2 separate regions of the Rattus norvegicus genome follow, and region 2 is linked to region 1. A link is a contact called in public HiChIP or PLAC-seq data. All regions are on one chromosome and are shown on one strand. Each heading gives the region's core, a stretch centred on a gene start, on an enhancer-like site or on the middle of the called end of the contact. The rest is flanking DNA. Distances are from core to core; before and after follow the strand shown.

Region 1 (4,340 bases), core at 583-3,082:
GGTCTAGAATGAGAATACTGATTTTAAAACAAAACAAAACAAAAACTATTCATGTTCTGGGAAGAAAAATAAAAAGAGATTCATGGGGATAAAAATCCTTGAATTTGTCCAACACACAAAACTTCAGCTGTGGGTTGTTCATTTCTCCACTATAAGGAAGGCATTTTGAAAGGAAGATGAGACTTCTGACTACCTTTCCAAACTCTTTGATGCCACGTCTAATGAAGTCTACAAAGCAAGTGTCACTTTGGGAGCAGAATAAGCAACCCAATGACCTAAACATGTTACTAGGCTTGGGTGCTCTACGGTAAGGAATGAACACAACCAGAGAGAGGCCCTATGTCCTGTGTGTTAATGAGGAGTGCAGAAGAGAAAGCCTTCAACAGTAGATGACAAAAACCACCAAGAGTGTACCAAGGAACGTCTAGTGTAGCATTACACCTACAATCCCAGAAATCTAGAGTCACAGGTAGGAGACTTCAAAGCCCACTTGGGCTCCGAAGTGAGAATTTATCTCTAAAACCAAATAAAAAGCAAAACAAAAAGTATGTTGACTAGTGGTCTACCGTTTCTCCTTGCCTCTGGCCATTGCAGCCTCTGTCTTTCAAGGCTATGCTGTGACACCATAATGAATATCACCTTCCAGCGCAAAATGCATTTGGGAAATGCCGAAAGCTACTATTGATGCTAACTATGTAGTGCGTGTACATGGTCCTGACTGGGTGCAGGGCAGCTCAAGGGCTGTGGAGATGCTCGTAACATTTTTCTGTGGTTGTCCTTGTCATAACATTCCTAGAGCATGCTTCACTTGGTCAAAATGACTAGGATTATTGGTTTTCTAAATCCCTTTACCTGTTTGTAATGACCCCAAAGCCCCTTTCCTCTCCTGGAGGAGGTCACGGGGCCAAGCTTCTCCTTCCTCTGCAGTTCAGATCCTATCTTGCTCAACCAGGCTATTTCATCTATGAGTGTTCTAGATCACGACAGGAAGAACTGAATCCCGGAGTGGCTTCTGTACCTTCTTTTATTCACCCACAGCCAAGTCATTCAACTGCACCTTGCACCAGTCTTCACCTTTAAATGCTTCTTTTGCTTCTTTGCTGAACATCAAATAGGAATACACACACACGCACGCACGCACGCACGCACGCACACACACACACCCATGCACATACACATGCACACACACATGCATACGTACACATACACAGGCACACTCACGTGCACACACACACACACACACACACACACACACACACAAACATACCAGCTTGTCTAGATAATGACATGACAAGTGTTCACCAAATGTGCAATGACTTGCCTTTCCAGGGTCTTTCACACAACCTGAATGCTCAGTCCATGCCACGGTTGGGTTAGTATAAGGTGCTGAATCACTGGTTGCTTTGCTGTTTTGACTTGACCTCACATTAGACTCAACAAAGAAGTTATTATTTGAACTTGGTTTGCAATGGTGTGGAATCTGCACCGTGATTGCTCCATCTTTTAAGTGGCTTCCGACATACACATTAATTCTCCAAGATTTCTTGACTGTGCAGGGAACCGGTTTATCTGACTTGGCATCGAGCTGCTGTTGTCTAGGTGATCGGCGAAAATGCCACAAAATGTTACAGTACAGCACCTTCAGGAATTTGAGACTTGTCGGTCTGCTCTGGAGAAAATACCTCGCCCATTTCTCAGAAGATTTACAAAAGCTAACTTTTCCAGAAAAGAATCGGGGTTTGCTTCAGAGTAAGAACCTCAGTACAGGAATCCGTGTTTGTCTGCTTCTTGCTACTCTCCAGTTAGTGACCTCTTCTTTAGAAGCTCTGCTCCCAGGCCCTCACGCTTCCCTGTCAGAACAGTCTCCGGAGGGCATTCACAGGGCAGAAACTCGGTTTTAACTCTTCCACTTCCTCTTTGTCTTGCTGTATCACAGGTTCTCAGGACTCTCTGCAAGCTGATCGCATGAGAGATTTCAACTTCACAGATCAACATATACCTAATGGCTTGTGCAGACTCACATATAGTACCCCTTTGCTGAGCAATACCTCTGTGTTTTGTTAAGGATTTGGTCAGAATTCCTTCACTCAAATGAGTAACTCTCATACTAATGGTTTCACATTCTATGTTGGTCAATGGATCAATGCTTTGTTTTTCCAGACTCAAATGACTTATTATAAATGATGCCTTAGCTCTCTGCCACAGAAATAGTTTCCTTGCTTCACTTGTCAGTCAGGATATTCCCTTCCTTCTTTGAAAACTGAGTAGGAAGTGAGGATGTGTGTTATCTAAACATTTTTCTACCTTGCCACATTCTGGACTAGAAGGACCAAGAACTGAGGGACCAAAGGACAGGTGCAAATGCGAGTGCAAAGCAGTCAGAGTCCAAACAGAGTTGCCATGGAAGAGAGCAGTGAGCTCTATTGATTCAAGCCACTCTCTGCTTAAGTTCTAAGCTCCTCCATGAACGCATAGCCGTAAGCACTTACCCAGGAAGTGGGCTGTCTGAGTTGCACACAACTACTCCATGGTTAGTTTAAAGTTTCAACACGATGCACATGCACACATGAGAGGCTAGAGGTGCAGGAAAGAGAGAGGAAGAATGGAGAAGGGGGAAGAGAGCAATGGCTGGGCGGGGGGAGAAAAGGAGGGAGGGAGGGAGAGGGAAAGGGAGAGGAAGAGAGAGAGAGAGAGAGAGAGAGAGAGAGAGAGAGAGAGAGAGAATGGAAAATAATCCTACTGCATTTAATGAGGCCCCACTGGACTAGTCCTGAGTTTAAATCAAAATCCCTAAGGCAAAAGCTGAACGCTCACATTTCCCCGAGTCTGGTCTATCCCAATGGACGGAAAACACCTGACATCTACTTCCCCTACATTTAAGAGACATCTCCCGGGAGCCAGAACCATTTTGTTCAGAGGGGAGAGTGGGAACGGGGAGTGCTGTAACCCACTGGCCTGGTTAGCCTTAGTCCTACTGATAATGAGAGCTGGAGAGGCAGACAGTTAAAGGAGCAGAGGGAAACCAGACAGCACCCTGCAATCTAGAGAAAGTCAGGGAAGATACTTGCCACAAGAGGGAGCAGTAGAATTTGGATGGATAGGAGGTTACTGGATAAATGTTCTTACTGGGGCAAGTACCTCATCCTGAGTTTACAGTAGACATTGGATCACAACGTGTGGGTGGTACCGGATGATGGTGAAGCACGGCGAAGCACAAGACACACGCCCCTAAGTGGTGGAGAGTGGCACATGGACCACTCAATTTTTAACAAAAGCAACAATTGAAAGAAACATATATACAACAGCTCAAGGATACGAAATGTGTAACCTGATGTAACAGCTTCTTCTCTAAATGTTTCCACCCCAGTTTGGTCTTTGCTGAGACCTGTTCTTGCTTCTTGCCTGCATAGCATTACCTAGAGCATCCAGGAGAAAAGACTGGCCTCGCTGAATGGCAGCAGTGAAAATGACACACTTAAGTCGAAAACTATGACAGCCACAGTCACAAACAGAGTACTTTCTTCACACTGCTGTGTCTTTTTTTTTAAATTCTATCCATCCCCTTTTTAAAGGAGGAATGCAATTTATAGAAACTGCAGAGTTCTTCTCGTCATTTATTCGGTCCAAGACACAGATTAAGTACTAAGAGGGAAGGAACCATGCGTTTACTTTGCAAGATAAATAAAAGTCTATTTTTGTCGATAAAAAAACATGTTAAATATAGCTCGCTAGCAAAGGCCGACACTCTCCTCAATGTATTTTATTGTTTCAAAGCACATTGAGCTTGAAGGAGCAACTGTGGTAGTTCCTGCACCACTGTCCTCGGGGTCTCCCTCACCTTCCTTTCTTATTTTTATTTAGAGTTACAGCACTCACAGCATTGTACTCTTTCCTTCCCCATCATAGTCAACAGAATTTCCAGCTACCTCTTAACCTAAACCCAAGTTGATACAAGGGAAAATCACACAAGCAGTGAGGTCTGCAGACAGATAAAGGAGCCTGAAGCACGGCCTATCTGTGCCTTTAGTTCACTACTTTTCTTCCCAGCCCTGGCAAGCAGTACCCAAGACAAGAGTAGAGAAGGCTAAATCATCCGGAGGACACCTAACATCCTTTGCTACCTCTGGCCAGCTCCGCAGTGAATGATAGTTTATCAGGGTTCATCTTTTTTCATTTTTTTCTCTCACTCTTTTTTCTAGAAACTAAATTCATTTTTTTAAAAATAAGACACAACAGCCATTTTGAAAGGGTGGGGGGAGATCAGGCTTCTCTTTATAGGGGAGATCTTAATTAAAGTACCCAGAAATCCAAATGCAACACTTTATTAAAGCAGGCAGAAT
Region 2 (4,340 bases), core at 467-2,966, 190 kb before region 1:
TCTCCCCATGGTTTCCTATTTAAACCTGCCACACACTGTGATTATGTAGGGCAGTTTAGATCCTAGTGAGTTGACCTTACCGGTCCACCATCGCATCTTTCCAAGAAAAATGTATACCATAAATAATTTTATTTTTCAATATATATATATGTGTGTGTGTGTGTGTGTGTGTGTGTGTGTGTGTGTGTGTGTGCGTGTGTGTGTGTGAGTACTTTCATCAAAGTATTAATAAGGCAAAGAGCCTGTTGCCTGTTGAGCAGTTGCTACAGTGAGTCTTCACAGTTTTGTGATTGTTCAATGATCTTTAAGCATATGGTGAATGTATGGAATACAATGAGTCTTCTACAAACTTTAGGCAAGTAATTACACTGCCTGTGGGTACAAAGATCACATTTTCCCACTTTGAGATAAGAAAGCATGGCCTGACAATGAATTATTTGTGCTTATAAGGCTTGTTGATATAAAATGTTTACCGACAAGACATGGAGACACAAGACTTTCTGGGAATTGGCTGGAAGCCATAAAATGGCAGAAAACTGGATTGTTTTCAGAGAATTCACTAAACAGGGGGATGAATGACTAAGGTTCTACTTTCACACTTGCACTGAGATGAACAAGAAGAGGAAGGCCATACAAAGTCAATAAAGAATGAGTTAGGAAATTGCTTCCCTCAGATGAGTCTGTGACATCACAAATATCAAAATGGTGGGCACTTAATGAGTTAAAACTTAAAGCTGGTCACTTTCCCCACTCATCCATGTCTCTCTTTTAAGTTGTCAGTTTACTGCTCAGGAACATACGTTGTGATTGGTGGAAAGTAGCTATTTGATCAAGTAATTGTCACATATCTTCCCTCAGATGATGATTTTACCATTTACCCTCGAGTCTCTACGGAGCATCAGTCCTTATTAGTTCTAGGTCTTTAGAGTCCAAGCGAAGGATAACCTTAAAGATTTCCCTTTTTATTCCGTTCAGTGGGGGAATTCGGTTTTTGAGATTAAGAATTATTTCTTGCTTTCTTGCTGCTTCTTGTTCTCTCTTGCTCTCTTGCTCTTACCCTCTTCCTGCTTTGTTCCTTCTCCTCCCATTCCCCTCCTTGCTTCTCTCCACATGCTCAAGACCAGCCTCTACTCTTCTCTTCTCTTCTCTCTCTCTTTCTCTCTCTCTCTCTCTCTCTCTCTCTCTGACTTTCTCTGCCCTATTACCCTCTTAACTCCCCTCCCCATGTAATTAAAGAAAAAGAATTATTTCTTACTCGATGCTATGTCAATCACATTCATTTTGAGAACATACCAATTAATCACATTGCTAAATATGGATTGCACAATCCAAGGGAGCTTTCCCCAAATGTTTCCTTGGATCATCCTAAAATGCTAGTACCAGAAGCAAGAACCCGAGAAGCAGAAAGCAGAGATAGAGCACTGGGACTAAAATAAGATACCAGAGACAGAAGTGAAATCAGTGGGCATCTAGAGGTGTAAATACTGTTTGTTCGCCCCTAGGTATCTGGCCTGATAACGAAGGCTCTTGGACATTTGACCTCTGAAATAAAGATACTGAGGGCCACAGTCAAAACAGGAAGGAGCCTTGATAACATCACATGAGGAAGGTCCTCACTCGTGGGATTTTCAGTTAACTTACAGCCCATAGCCTACTGGCTCAGAGGGTGAACTAACTTCATGTTTCAAAAGATTCTAGGGAGACCATCTACAGTTTGTGATTATAATAGATTAGCAGGACTTTGAAGCAAGATGCCATGATCACACATGATTTCAAGAGCCAATAGGACAATTAAGAAGGTGTGTAAGCTTGAAGCCACAATTTAAGGGAGGAAAAGGCCCTTTAGTGACTCTTAAAAGTGTTCTTGATGTGAAGTGAAAATCAGAGAGGGGCAAATTTGAAATGCAAATGACTCTCCTGCTGCAGCATCCATTCACACTCTCCCAGAGAACACAGAATAATGAGAGCATTTGTTGCCTTTTTGGGTGATCACATGAGGAGTTGGGCTCTGACTTTCAGAACTTCCTGCTCTGCCAGATTTCTTCCTGGCTCTGGTTCCCCTTCAGTTTACTTCTTGGAATGCCTATTGACCTTTCCAAGTCTTCTTTCTTGCATGGTTTTGGTCTGATTATAATTCTGCCCTTTTCTTTGTGCACAGTTAATTTCCTAGTCTGGTTTGGTGTATATGATAACAGTTCAAGCCATGTGAAGTTATAAGCAGATGGCAAGGTATGGACCCAAGACAGGACCCTGTTGGATTTTTCTGAGTCCATCCTTTACGATAGTGTTTTATCTTGTTTAATAGAAGTGATATAAATATATTGGGCACAAAATTATATAGAGAATTTTTCCTGAAAGAATTAAAGGAAGTGATGCATAAATAAAATATGGCATGACACTGTCACTTAGTATACACATAATACTATAAAACTTAATCAAAGTTTTATGGAAAAAAAGGCATCAGAAATAAAAGTAATTTTCATAACATATTATTCAACAAATGTATTGTAGTGGTTTGAATAAGAATGGTCCACATAGACTCATATATTTGAATGCTTGGTCATCAGGAATTGGCACTATTTGAAAGGATTAAAAGAATCAGGAGGTGTTGTTTAGTTGGATTGGGTTTGGCTTTGTTGGATAAAGTGTGTCAATGGGGATGGTCTTTCAGGTTTCTAAAGCCCAAATCAAGGCCCTCTTACCTTTAGGACTAAAATAAGATACCAGAGACAGAAGTGAAATCAGTGGGCATCTAAGTGTGAAAAGACTTTTCACTCCTAGGTACCCGGCCTGATGACTAAAGCTGCCTACGGGTCAGGTGCAGCTCTCAGCTACTGCTCAGGTGAAGTGTGATGTGTGCTACCATGGCCTTCTTCATAATGAAAATGAGCATAAGCCTCTGAAATGGTAAGCAAGGCCCCAGTTCAATGCTTTCTTTTGGTCTTTCCTCCATCTCCTCTTCCTCCTCCTATTCTTCTTCCTCTTCTTTCTCTTCCTCTTCTTTTTTTGAGAAAGGGTTTCTCAGGCTGATTGGTCTTGAACTCACAGATTTGCTTGCTTCTGTCTGTTGAATTCTGGGATTAAAGATGTGTGTTACCACTGCCAGGATTTAAGTGCTTTCCTTTATAAGAGTTTCTGTGGTCATGGTGTCTCTTCACAGCAATGGAACAGCAACCAAGGTACTTACTCTTGCTTTTTAAATATGTAAAGGTTTTCTACACTTAAGTACATATTAGAAGTGGGAGGAGAGGAAGTGAAAGAAAGTATTTCAATACGGCTCAGAGGCAGATAAAGAAGGGGAAAAGAACATCGGCAGTTTGAGGAAAGACATGTGATAATAGCTCCCTATTTTGGTGTTTCTCTGATATTCATTGCTCAACACAATAAAGGAAGCATAGACTGTGAATGGGTATAGAGATTTGCTTATTCTCTGTCGCTTAGAGAACATTTCAAAATTTCACAATCTCAGACTAAGTCACGTGAATTTAAAGCCCATCTTCATGCAACAATACTCTTTTATAATTAACTGCATGTAGAGTTGGTTAGAGTTACTTAAGTATGGGATATAGGACATGATTTCTAGACAATAAGTGGTATGTTGGAGACAGTGGTTGGCCAAGAGCTGTAAGGTTAAGTTAGGGACAAGTGCTACATACAAGAAAGCCAGTAGAATGACCACATCTTATCTGTACAAGTGAGCTCAAATGTAAACCAATAGGAACCAGAATTTGTGTCACGGAAGATGTTTTATACCTTTGCTACATGAAGATGACTAATCTCTCTCGCCTCTACAGGCTTTTCCCTCGAACTGGATGATTTGAGAAGGAATGGTATATTTTTTGTATCAGTTTTCCAGGTCTCAAATTCTGACTCCCTTTGACATCAGCATCCATAGGTAATTTACTGTGAACATCAAAGAGTGTCTCAAGGAATAAAAGCTGACAATAAAGAAGAATCTTTGGACGTAGATACACTTCCTTCTCATCTCTACACATCCCCACAGTTCCCAGTTAAGGGAAATGGTCTCGTTGAAACTAGACATGTTTGACCAGTAGATGGAGTAAGTGTTTCCCAAGATTGAGCAAGTGATTCGGGGTAACTTGTACCTGATAACCAACAGCTATAGCCTTTCAGCAAATTTTACTTAAAAAAAAATAGACAAAGTGATTGCCAATAGCTAAATGTTGAGTTTGTATCTGATGATTATAATGGATGACTTGGGTGGCTTTTCATTTAAAAAAGAGGTAGAAATTCATGACTATCTGGAGCAGGAGTATTTGAAGTGGATAGATATTGGGGTGCAGAGGCAATTTGGGGTACTATGGGTCCCTTCGTTTATT

Evidence for each region. HiChIP or PLAC-seq counts read pairs in DNA pulled down with a chosen protein or histone mark.
Region 2: a contact with region 1 is called in an H3K27ac HiChIP or PLAC-seq map of oligodendrocytes, with 7 times the contacts expected there. The contact joins two enhancer-like sites. A contact is called at or near these places in 2 of 12 Hi-C or Micro-C datasets (frontal cortex and kidney) and 1 of 1 datasets of contacts at active chromatin or transcription factors (oligodendrocytes).

The regions. Positions count from the first base shown.
Region 1 is chr6:19,006,958-19,011,297 of GRCr8, reverse strand. It overlaps a transcript of Slc8a1 not described here. Among named protein-coding and RNA genes, the nearest start is that of Slc8a1, 14 kb to the left of the region's middle. Within about 2 kb of position 1,832, at least 5 of the 93 cell types and tissues checked have an H3K27ac peak or open chromatin away from gene starts, as enhancers often do.
Region 2 is chr6:19,195,772-19,200,111 of GRCr8, reverse strand. The region is part of intron 1 of Slc8a1 (solute carrier family 8 member A1); the gene reads right to left. Among named protein-coding and RNA genes, the nearest start is that of Slc8a1, 170 kb to the right of the region's middle. Within about 2 kb of position 1,716, at least 33 of the 93 cell types and tissues checked have an H3K27ac peak or open chromatin away from gene starts, as enhancers often do.